Linked DNA regions of Mus musculus: regions 1, 2 and 4 are each linked to region 3. Evidence: chromatin contacts called from public HiChIP or PLAC-seq and promoter capture Hi-C data. All regions are on one chromosome and are shown on one strand. The core of a region is the stretch at or near the end of the contact, and the rest is flanking DNA. Distances in the headings are between cores, read along the strand shown. Region 1 holds the start of Chd1l (chromodomain helicase DNA binding protein 1-like). Region 2 overlaps Fmo5 (flavin containing monooxygenase 5). Region 3 holds the start of Gpr89 (G protein-coupled receptor 89). Region 4 holds the start of Prkab2 (protein kinase, AMP-activated, beta 2 non-catalytic subunit).

What was found. Promoter capture Hi-C pulls out the DNA fragments that hold promoters and counts their contacts. HiChIP or PLAC-seq counts read pairs in DNA pulled down with a chosen protein or histone mark.
Region 1: a contact with region 3 is called in an H3K4me3 HiChIP or PLAC-seq map of stem cell-derived neural progenitor cells, with 3 times the contacts expected there. The contact joins the promoter of Chd1l here to the promoter of Gpr89 in region 3. A contact is called at or near these places in 11 of 39 promoter capture datasets (the C10 cell line, the HPC-7 cell line, cranial neural crest and 8 more) and 8 of 115 datasets of contacts at active chromatin or transcription factors (bone marrow-derived macrophages, embryonic basal ganglia, embryonic limb bud and 5 more).
Region 2: a contact with region 3 is called in a promoter capture Hi-C map of liver, with 2.4 times the contacts expected there. The contact joins the enhancer-like site here to the promoter of Gpr89 in region 3. A contact is called at or near these places in 12 of 39 promoter capture datasets (the 3T3-L1 cell line, cranial neural crest, embryonic stem cells and 5 more) and 2 of 115 datasets of contacts at active chromatin or transcription factors (embryonic hindbrain and pro-B cells).
Region 4: a contact with region 3 is called in a promoter capture Hi-C map of liver, with 4 times the contacts expected there. The contact joins the promoter of Prkab2 here to the promoter of Gpr89 in region 3. A contact is called at or near these places in 7 of 39 promoter capture datasets (the C10 cell line, cranial neural crest, hippocampal neurons and 3 more), 5 of 115 datasets of contacts at active chromatin or transcription factors (astrocytes, bone marrow-derived macrophages, cardiomyocytes and 2 more) and 1 of 9 other capture datasets (liver).

The regions. Positions count from the first base shown.
Region 1 is chr3:97,608,569-97,611,554 of GRCm38.p6, reverse strand. It overlaps Chd1l (chromodomain helicase DNA binding protein 1-like), which reads left to right and starts at 1,365. Exons shown (of 23, transcript NM_026539.2): 1 at 1,365-1,492. The coding sequence starts at 1,384. It also overlaps a transcript of Fmo5 not described here.
Region 2 is chr3:97,633,001-97,635,700 of GRCm38.p6, reverse strand. It overlaps Fmo5 (flavin containing monooxygenase 5), which reads right to left. Exons shown (of 9, transcript NM_001161763.1): 3 at 2-190. Among named protein-coding and RNA genes, the nearest start is that of Fmo5, 5.5 kb to the right of the region's middle. Within about 2 kb of position 1,305, at least 27 of the 459 cell types and tissues checked have an H3K27ac peak or open chromatin away from gene starts, as enhancers often do. A contact at or near this core is called in liver, where this site is marked.
Region 3 is chr3:96,903,784-96,906,670 of GRCm38.p6, reverse strand. Gpr89 (G protein-coupled receptor 89) reads left to right here and starts at 1,373. Exons shown (of 14, transcript NM_026229.4): 1 at 1,373-1,489. The coding sequence starts at 1,448.
Region 4 is chr3:97,656,786-97,659,711 of GRCm38.p6, reverse strand. It overlaps Prkab2 (protein kinase, AMP-activated, beta 2 non-catalytic subunit), which reads right to left and starts at 1,500. Exons shown (of 8, transcript NM_182997.2): 1 at 1,343-1,500; 2 at 946-1,123. The coding sequence starts at 1,098.

The DNA.
Region 1 (2,986 bases), core at 116-2,615, 700 kb before region 3:
CCCCAATCAAATGGAAAAACGACTAGTGAAAAAAGGACTGTATTCAATACAGCTCTATTGGAAAACGGGGGCAAGTTTGTTCAGTTCCACTGGTAAGGGACAGATAACACACTATGTTCTTGTAAGAGCCCACTAGTAGTTCATATTATAAACAAGAAACTTCAAGTACCCACTGAGAACTGTTTTTTTTTTTTTTTTTTTGAGTTAATCTTTAACCTCAACGTAATTGATCACAGAGGGGTGCGATGACCTTGGTGTATCTGACACCTCCACTCTTGATCTGGTTGTACCTCAGGTCTGGTTCTGTGTGTTCCTGGAGAAGTCTGTATAACGGGATAATTGATCACAGAGGGGTGCGATGACCTTGGTGTATCTGACATCTCCCCTCTTGATCTGGTTGTACCTCAGTTCTGGTTCTGTGTGTTCCTGGAGAAGTCTGTATAACGGGATGGGTAAAGTCCCTTAGTCATTAGAGGACTACTTCTGCATAGTGGGGCCAGCCTTGGTCCTTCTTAGGACAACGTGGCCATTAGTTATTTGTTATTTGTTTTTGTTTTTATCACACATAGATGTTCTGTTTGAATGGCTACTCTTGGAATCTTGAGGGGATGGGGGGGGGGGAAGTTCTCTCGCACTTTATTTTTAAGAAAAGGTTTACTGCACCTTAGGCTGGTTTCAAACTTGTGTAGCTGAGGCTGACCGTGAGCTCCGGTCCTCCTGCCGACAGCTCCCTAGGGCTAGGATTACAGGTGCTCACCCTCATGCCCCACCCGAGGGCTTGGTACATTCGAGGCAAGCATTCTGCTAACTGAGCTTTGATCTTTATTATTTATTGACACCTTCCTGCTTTGCAGCCCAGGCTAGACTGAACTCACAAATTCTCCTGCCTCAGCCTCCCCAATGCTGAGATTACAGGAATGTACCACCAGGGTCTTTTCTTTGAATGTATCTTGTCACTACACATTTTAAGAGATAAAGTTAATCTTATTTTGGTGTTTTTAGTCATACATGAAGAAAAAGGTTAGATAATATAAGACGTATCTACCTTGTAGTACTAGTTTTTAGGCATGTGCATCGTAACTGAAAACATGGAAAGCTGCTCAGGAATCGGACCCAAAGTTTAAAGAAGACAGATAAGAAATTAAGGGGGGGTGGGGAGCTTGCCAAGTTTTGAGCTTGCTGTTAGCTACCCAAGCAACCCAAGTTAGGAGTCAGAGCTTTTAGCAAAGGCAGCCTCTAGGTCCTAGTCGCAGACGCACACTTAGACCAGAGTCTTCCGCACCTGCGTGCTAAGGAAGCGTGGGAAGGCGCGCGAGCTGCGCCCTCTGGCGGCGGTGCGTTGTACTCCGCACGCGCGGGAGCGAAGGCGCGGGGCCTCTCGGGATGGCGAGCGGCTTGCCGCGCTTCCTGCAGGCGCTGCCGGCCGAACACGGGCCGGAGCCGCTTCGGACGCGGGTGCAGGAACCGGACTTACAGCAGTGGGGCTTGACTGGTGAGCGGGCCGGGGACGCCCGGGGGCGGGCGGGAGCCGGGAAGGCGCGCGGCAGCGCTGGCCTACGCGGGGACAGCGGGGGAGCCAGCAGCTTCCCGGCCGCTCTCGCTCCTCCCAGTCTGCGTTTCCCTGCCGACTGGGCATGCGCACTCACTTGTTGCGGCTCCCTAATGAACTCTCAAAGTTGCGCTGCCCAGCAAAGTTTGTCCTGTCCTGTGCCTCTTGTGCTTTCGTATTAAGCCCACTTGCCATTACGAGTCCCAAGTGAGGGGATCCCACATGTGTGGACCCCAGGTGTGTAGGCTCCAGATGTGTAGACCTCAGTTTGTAGGTTCCAGATTTAGAGACCGCCGGCCTGCAGACCCCAGTGGACCTGGAGCATCCTCATCCTGCGGCGTTCTCTCTATTCCACATCCCAAGACTCCTTTCCTTATGTGTCTGCTGGGAATGTAGTGCTGGTGTAACGGAAAGTCATAATGACTCACCAGTTGTCACCTCGTGGTCGTTATTTGTTGCTGTCGAGAGAGTACTGTGGGGTATGGGGAGCAGATAAACAAAATAAATAGCGGCCCTAGGACCCAGTTTCTTTACTAGCGGATACGTGCTTTTGAAAGCATAAGGAAGCGCTTGACTTACACGTGCCAAGTACCACCAAAAGGTGAGGGTTTGGAAAGGCAACAAAATGTGCCTTTCTGCCAGGCGGTGGCGCACCCTTTAACCCAGCGCTTGGAAGGCAGTGGCAGGTGGATCTCTGAGTTCAAGGTCAGCCTGCTCTACACAGCTAGTTCCATGATAGCCAGGGCTATGTAATAGAGAGACTCGTTCTTTAAAAAAAAAAAAAAAGTTCCGTTAGCTTAGAGGAGGGGCAGATGACGATGAGGGCGAAGTGAAAGACAAGCAGTTCATATTAATATTTTCCATTTATATTCAACTTTAAAATTTTTATTTTTGAGATTATAGTTACACCTCCTCTTTACTTCTTTACACTCTCATAAACCCTCCCATTCTCTCCTTCAAATCCATGTTCCCTCCCCCCACTTAATCGTTATCCTATGCTTATACCTATGTACATAAATACTCCTAGATATACTAGTTCAGTGTGTTTAGTGTCACTTGTATGTACGTTTCAGGGCTGACTGGTTGGCACTGGACAGCCAGTTGGTGTGCTCCTCCCTAGAGAAGACCCCTTTTATTGCTCTTAGCTTTTCTTAGTTGCCTGTAGTTCTTTGTGTAGGATTGAGGCCTCAATGGCTCCTCTCTGTTCATTTTGGCATGCTCACTGGTACTATCTGCATGTGTGGGCAGTCATGTTGGTGACAGTGTAAACAAAGCGTCTGGTGTTACTTGGAGACACAATTTGACAACAAAGTTTTTGACCTTGCTTTCTGTCCCCTCTTCCACAATACCTTAGGTGTGGATCTATCCATTGGGACTGAGTTCTACACTCTGCATTCTAATTGGTTGTGGTCCTCTCTATTGCTCTCCATCTCTGTC
Region 2 (2,700 bases), core at 56-2,555, 730 kb before region 3:
CCTTGAATTGGATATATTTGAGAAGGTCAAATTCTTTGGCATACATCCTGAAATACTCTAGGACCTGGGAGTTGTGCATGTAGTTAGGGTAATGATCTGGGATGGGGTAGTCACTGAAACACATCATTTCCTTGGAGGTGTTGATGACCACGGACTGGTAAATACTGGCCCTGCCTTCCTCAGGGGCTTCCTGTGACAAATAAGAAGTACTTATGGCAATGTGAGAATCAACTTCATGAAACATAAGTAGCCAATGAGCATTTAAAAGCGTATCTAAGTGAAACACACACACACCTACAATGTTGCATCTATGTAAGAACATTAAAAGTATCAGGCCTATTATAACTTTAAACGAAAAAGTAATATACATACCATGAAATTAAATGTACATCCTAGTCATCTAGTATACATTATATACACCTATGTTTATATAATTACATACTGTACAACCTCTCCCTTGTTTAATATATCTCTTTAGAGTACACTGTATTAATTATATATAATTTGTGCATATAATTTGAATAGGAAAATAATTTATAAAGGTAGAATTTTTTTCTTTCATTTTTATTAAAATATTTATAAAACACAAGAAAGGAAAACTCTCAGCAGACTAGTACAGAGAGACACTTCCTCAAGTCAATAAAAACAATTTAAAACAGGCAAGTAGATAACAGCACGCTTAACGGCAAGAGACTGAGTGCTTTGATTGGATGAGGAACACAAGGATGTCCTTTGGGGCCACTTTCAGAGAGCACTGTACTAAGAAGCCCTAGCTGTGTGCCCTACAAGTCATGAAAGGAAATAAAAACCAATTTTGTGGCCCATTACATGAATGTCTATGTAAAACATGTCCCAAGGAATAAAACACTAACCCTGAAGCTACAGGATACAGCCAGGCCACAGAAAAGCTGGCAAACCCAAGTCACCAGGGCTGAGAGGTGCTCAGCATGAGGACTTAAGTTTAATCCTTAGAACCTACATTAAGAAATGCCTGATGGGACAGGCTGGAGAGATGACTCAGAGGTTGAGAGCACTGGCTGCTCTTCCAGAAGTCCTGAGTCCAATACCCAGCATGCACATGGTGGCTCATAACCATCTATAAAGATATCTGGTGCCCTCTTCTGGCATATGTATACACAATACTGTATACATAATAAATAAATCTTAAAAAAACAAAAACCAAAAAAAAAACCAAAAGCCTGGTGTGGCGCCATGTGCTTGCAATTGCAACACCACAGAGGTGCAGACAGCTGAGCCCCAGGGCTCACTGCCAAGCAGTCTCATTCTTAGCAAGTAGAAGCTCATAAAAAATGAACCACGCCTGAGGAGCAACACTTACGATTGCATACATTCAAGCTGTACATGTGTACACTTGTACACACACACACAGAGAGAGAGAGAGAGAGCCAGGCTTGATGTTTATAAGCTCAGTGCTTAGAAGCTGACCTGAAGACTGCTGATGTTCAACGTCAGCATGAACTACATAGTAAATTCAAGGCCATCCTGAACTACAGAGCAAGACCCTCAAAAAACAAGTCAGTAACCTACCTGTATGTCAGAAATGAACCATTGAAAATTTTGATTTTAAAAATACACCATGTCCAAGTCCATCTTGGTCTTAAATGCTTAGGTATTAAAAGTTGTCTAGGGGCTGGAGAGATGGCTCAGCGGTTAAGAGCACTGAGTGCCCGTCCAAAGGTCCTGAGTTCCATTCTCAGCAACCACATGGTGGCTCACAACTACCTGTAATGGGATCTGATGCCCTCTTCCGGTGTGTCTGAAGACTGTAACAGTGTGCTCACACACATACATAAATAAATCTTTTTTTAAAAAAGATGTCTAGAACATGACTAAACTATAAAACACAGATAAAGAAATCAAAGGTAGACATAAATGAAAGCTGTTGTCCTCGTGGATTGGAAGAGTAGATACTGTGTGAAGATCCTGCTCCTCCTGACCTGCCCTGGCAGCACCCCAGCAATGGGGTTCTAGAGACTTCTAGAAAGAGCCAACAGTCCTTAGGTGTGGCTGGTCATAGTAACTTTCTTCCAAAGGCAGAAACGAAGATGAACTTTACACCAGCCAAGCCTGACCAACTCCACTGAAAGCTGTAATACAAACAGGACTAATCATAACAAGGGTCACCCTTGACACGATACAGCGAAAGCATGACTTCACCCCCAGGAACTTCATCAGGTGAGCCATGAGAAAAACACCAGACAAATTCAAAGGAGGCTACTCTACAAAATACTCAACCAGTCTTCCTCTAACCTACCAAGGATAACAAAACCCAGGGAATAAAAGGAACAAAGCAAGAAAATCTACGAAATCATCCAAGCCAAGAGGAGCCTAGAGAGATACAACTACCAAGTCTTAGGGGGATACTGGGATATTAAAAAAAACAAAAACAAAAAACCAAGGCATCAGAAGAAGTAAGTAAATCTAAACAAAGCATGGGTTTATGGGTACTGTCTCACTGACCGTTATAAGTGTGTCACACTAGTGTAAGATGCTAACAATCGGGGAATGAGGCAAGGTCCCAAGAGCTGGGGTTGCAGAGGTGAGCCAACATGCCTGAAGAAAACATAAAAATTAGTATAAAAAAGTGTTAATTATAACATGAAGGAGGCAATACTAGCGAAGGCAAGACAGAAGAGCAGCAGTAGGAGAATCCGAGCAGTGGCATCTGGGAGGGTGCTC
Region 3 (2,887 bases), core at 124-2,623:
GAAGAAGGAAACTCAATTGAGAAAAATGCCTCCATAAGATTGGACTGGAAGCAAAATTGTAGAGCATTTTCTTAATTAGTGATTGGTGATAGAAGGCCCAGTCTATTGTGGGTGTTGCCATGTCTGAGTTATACACATATGAAGCAGGCTGAGCAAGCCACAAGTAAGCCAGTAAGCAACACACACACACACACACACACACACACACACACACACACACCCATTGCCTCTGCATCAGCTCCTGCCTCAGGATCCCTGCCCTGTTTGAGTTCCTGTCATGACTTCCCTCAAAAGGGAACTACAGTGTGAAAGTGTAGGCTGAAATAAACCCTTTTCTCCCCAACTTGTTTTCGGTCATGGTGTTTCAACACAGCAATAGTAGCCCTAACTAGGACAGGCTGCTTGGTAAGACAGGCTTCAGATCAAAGGAACAGGGGTCTTTCTTTATGTGTGGCAACCTGGGGGAATGTTCTTGTTTATTTATATTATAATCTGAGCACTCACTTTCTAGATACCAGCATCCCCTGCAACATACACTTGCACCCTTACAAGCCTTGACTGTAACTAGTCTTTACAATAAGACTAGCTAGGGTTCTAGTGGGAAAAGTCTAAGTCCCATTGTAGTATATTAAGCCTTCATAAATGGAGTATCTAATGGAAGGAATTATAATTCACTTTGTAGTTGAGCCACAGCCACTCAGACTGTGTTGGGAAGGGGGAAACTACTTTCTAACATAGCCCACCTTTAAGACTCCTACGTAATTATTATTTTGAATTAAAATCTGTCTTCATGTAATTTCTCGTCCTTTGGCCTAATACTCCACACCCTAAAGCGCCAACTATAATGGCGGTCTCATTAGAGTCCAATGAGTGCACACTCTTATAAGCCGTGTGCTTTTGACGTTATCATATCAGAAATTTACTTAGCTATGTTTGAGAAGACTCTTACGTTCCTGTCCACCATCCTTTCGCTTATAGATGTCACACTGCTTTTTAAACCAAGTAAAATCTGTAACATCTGCAACACACTACTTGACTTAAAGCCTCACTCGCTATGTTAACTTATTTTTACTTTCTGCCGTGTTGGGAATGTCACTGAGGACCTCGCACAACTCTCACCCCAGTGTTTCTAGCTATGAAAAATATAAAAATAATTTCATTATATTTAATGGCAGTGCCACTTAAAGCAAATGTTACCTCTCCTCACCTCCTTGTGCCTACTAAGAAGAAACACATCTGCTTTGAGTCTACCCAGCGGCTTCCAGCCCTGCCCACCCTCACCTTCCAGGCAAACGGAGAATGCGGCCGCTGATTGGCTGGCTAGGGCGCATCTTGATGACGTAAGCACGCGCCAGGCCAGGCCGCCTACCACAGCAGGTGGACAGGTCTTAAGCCGCGGCTTCTCTGAGGGGTAGACAGCTGGGCATGGGCCTCCCGAGGCTTCGCCATGAGCTTCCTGATCGACTCCAGCATCATGATCACCTCCCAGGTGAGCCTTGGGAGAACCTGGATTTGCTCAGCCCGCTCCCTTGCCCGGGTGGCGAAGGCTGACGTGTGGTGCTGTCACTCACCTAGCGTGCGTCCCCAGACTCTGGGGAGGGCCTGGCTGGCCCCAGCGCTGAGCCGGTGCCATGCGGGGGTCAGTACCCACGGCGCCCCGAGGCTTCCGGGCAGCTCCGCGGACCACGGAGCCTGGAGAAGCTTGGCTCCCGGCGGGAGGCCCACGGCAGCGTGCCTACCAGGGCTGAGGACCGGGACGGGTATGGGCTTTGCAGGATCCGGGTGCTGACACGTTTGCCTCCGCGAGGTCCAAGTCTGAGCTTTCCTTTGTGCAGTGACACCTCATCTTTCGTTCTCTGGTTGCTGTTCACTCTTTGCGGGTCGCGGTCGACCCACGTTTTCTTCTCACTTGGCCACCTCTATCTACCGTTAAACAAAACCGAAGAAGTATAAACCACTGGCAAGTTCTGCTCGCTTCGTCTAGTGAGCCTCTTGCTTTTCCCATCAGTCGTGTCTCTCCAGGGTTTCCTCCCACCCCACCCCAAGTGTTTATGATAGCCCTGATATCATGTATGTATTTATGTGCATAGCCATGTACCCACTTTCAAATGCAAGCACTCACTAAGCAACTGCAGACGCTTCTTTGCTTGCATTATCGCTCTCACCCCGCATCTTTCCAGTAAAAGATTTTTTTTTCTCTTCATCGCATCCAAATGGCAAGGGAAAGAAACAGTTCCCCTGAGGGACGTAAGTGAGGTACATCCTTGAATTTAGGGTTTGTGCAGCTGCATCCCAATGCTTCCCTCAGCAGAGCATTGCCCTCACCTCTTGAAAACGTCGGTAACAACACTTAAGAAAATGTAAAACAAGAAAAAGCCAACCCATTTCACCACTCTAATACAGTAACCATTTTTCCCTTTTCAAAATTAATACCTTTCAAGTACATTTGACTGCTTTTGTTGCTAGCATAGTGTTCAAATCTGTAAATACACAAAACTCTGGACACTCTGCCTTCTGCTTCAAATCTCTCTGCGCCTCCCCTGTTGTCCTTGATAATGACACAGAGTGGCTTTCAGCCTTACTACCAATTCAAGAAAAAAAAAAACATTTAAGTTTTAAGAGTTTTTCCCCCCACAGGTAAATATAAATGTCCATTCCCAGCTTGTTAAAGAGTACAAAAATAAGAGTATAATTAGAAAATTTCCATGCACTTTCACCTGTGAGATTAACATGAACATAATTCAAAAGTTCCCAAGAATATGGCTTTCTAAACTTTTATGCCTTAAATTTATAATCTTTAACTTTTACAAATATATCCACATGAAATATTAAATTTAACCAACCAAAGTGCTGAAATCTAAAACCCAAACAATCCTTTGCGTCAAAT
Region 4 (2,926 bases), core at 251-2,750, 750 kb before region 3:
CTCTGTTATCCTAAGCCTCAGTTCACTGGGAAGTGATAAATGTCCACCACCCCACCCCATCCCCAAGGGCCGGGTTTTCTTTTTCACTCCAGAAAGTCTACCGGGAGAAATTACATGTATTTAATGCTGACATTTCTAAGTGATTAGGAACATTAGGGTAGCAATCACACTGCTGTCAGCTCCATCTGGCTCTTCTTTTGAGTGACCAAAAGTGGCCTCTGGCTCCAAGTCTATGGAATTGAGAGCTAAGGCTTCAGGTCAGTAGAGGGTGGTTTTGAGCCCCGGGCAACGTTTTGAAGTACTTCTGAGGAGTGAAGTAAAGTGACTTGCTCTCCTGTGCAAAGCTCACAGCTACATTTTAAAACGGCACGTTTCAAAAAAAGATCTGAGCCATTAACCAAATGATGTCCTATATGGATCCCCAAGACTAGGGGAAAGTATTCAAGTAATCAACTGATGGCAGCTCAGAGCCATACAAAGGTGGACGAGGATCGAAGAGGTGATGCAGAACACGTAAGAGAGAGCAAGAAGGAGACCTACACAGAGACATTTTCAGGGAGAAGTCATCTAGCTATCTTGAGGCCAATGTGAGAAACTGAGCCCTTTTCAATAGCTCAGACAACGCACCCTCCGAAGTTTCCACCCGCGCTCACAACCTATACATCCTGCAAGCTCTGGAAGAGGGCAACCTGCACGTAGATCCAAGGATGGGGCTGGCAGGGGATGGGTTTTTGGTACTCGTCCTAAAAGGTTGGCCCACAGATTACTCTGAGCAGCAGGAAAACAACTCCGCGCCCCTATCCTAATTTGAGGTAGTATCTAGGAGGAATTAGCACCCAGCATCTCTATCCGCGGAATAGCCTTCTAGTTAAAAAGCCCATAACCCTTGAGAATGAGGAGGAAGAACCAAGAAGGGCGGAGCTGCCGGCAGCCCCGCTACCTCACCTTGGAGTCGGGCAGGCTGAAGACGCTGGGGTCGTCCGTGCTCCCCACCATGATCTTGTGCTCCTTTCCCGGGCCATGGCCGCCGCCCTCAGCTCGAGCAGCTTTGGCTCCGTGGCGCTCCCCGGACACCCGCTCGCTGGTAGTGTTTCCCATGGCTGCAGCTCGAGTCGGGGGCAACCTGCCGCGGGGAATGACACCAGGCGGGGAACACCCCCGCGGCTGCGTCAGGGGCGCCCCGGCCCCGCCCCTGCGCCCGGGAAGGGAATCCCCGCCGCAGGGGACCGCGCCCGGGGTCCCCTCCCTTACCCGCTTCACGGACGCCTCGGCTCGGAGAACCGGCTCCGGGAGCCCTCGCTGCCCCACAGCCCCGGTCCCGCACACCCCCCACGCCGCTCACCTCGGGCGATGCGCTCCGGGCTCGCGTGGCTACACGCACGCCGGCTGTTCGGCGTACAAGGAGACCAATAAAGTTATTGAAATTGAAGCCGCGCCCCAAACCAGCGAACCGGGTTTCCTCCTAAAATGGCTACAAGGCCCGCGACGAGGTACCGCCTCTGCCTCTGGCCCCGCCCACCGAGCCTCTTGTTCCGCCCCCTGCGCTCCAGCCCCGCCCCCTCCTCAGCCTGGGTCGCCTGCCTCTCTAGCCACCAGCACCGCCTCTGTGGTGGGTGCGTGCGCAGCTCCGGCTTGGGGCGGGGCCGAGGGTGGGGTCCGGGTCGGGATTAGGGCTGTGAACTGTCCGCCCAGGGCTTGATAGTGGGGCGTCTTGTCTTCCTAAGCAGTTTGTCTATCCATGGGGCACGCGGTTATTAGAAAAGCCGAATCCGAGGCCTCCCCGTGCCCTAGGTACAGAATTAGAATCTGCACTTTTAACAGGATCACCTCAAACGACTGGACAGCGGTGCATAGTGGATCCACATTTTCATATTCCGCGTACGCCTCTACCAAGCAACCTTTTTAGTTGTCCCAGGAGGCATGAAATAAAAAGTAGGACAGAGAATTGACTAGACACGTGATGGCAGTTACTGCAGAAGACTTACTTCTATGTGATGCCCAAACTCATCAAAGCGGTGTTTTCTGTTACTGTGATTAGCTGTGTGGATTAATGCAAACAGCTAATGAGTGAGAGCACAGGTAGGCTGGGAATATACTATTGGACTAGCGTTTTGAAACCAGTCGGCTGGAAGTGAAGATAAAATAGGCTGATGGAGGGCCCAGTGGGGTCAAAGAACTCTGGACACAGGAGAGACTGAGTGAGCTGAGACAGTGAGAGGTGTCCTGTGAGAGTAGCGTGTCTGCCACTGAGGTTTCAGTGGTCTTGCAGTCATTAGCACTGGCAGAATCTTAGACAAGTGTGTAGATCGGTGAGATGAGGCCGACCATAAAGCCATTAGAAGTCATAAACCCTGATGAGATGGTTCAGTGGTTAAGAGCCCTTACTGTTCTTTTAGAGGACCCGGGTTTGGTCCCAGCACCTACAAGGTGGCTCATAATCATCTGTTCCAGGCGCTACAACACCTTCAGGTGCACATACAAACATGTAGGCAAAACACTCAAACATAGATTAACATTTTAAACAATGAAAGTAATTACTCAAAAGGAACAGTGAGGTAGCAAAGAGAGTTGGAGGTCTACCTTAACATTGATTTCCTTCCTCTTTACTGAAGCACTGACTCTAACCTTAGGATGTTGTCTGTCTCCACAGAGATGCATTTCTTAGCCTCCCTAATAGATAGATAGGGGGAAATGGTAAGTAGAATTTCTCCGTTTCTCTTTCTTTGTGTATAGGGTGTCCATAGAATGGCCAGAGCTCCAGCAGCCACTTCAGATCACGAGGTAGTTAAAAGCAGTGGAATAAAAAAAGGGAACTGAGCCGGGCATGGTGGCACATCTTTAATCCCAGGACTTGAGAGGCAGAGGCAGGCAGATCTCTGTGAGTTCAAGGTCAGCCTGCTCTACAGAACCAGTTTCAGGACAGCCA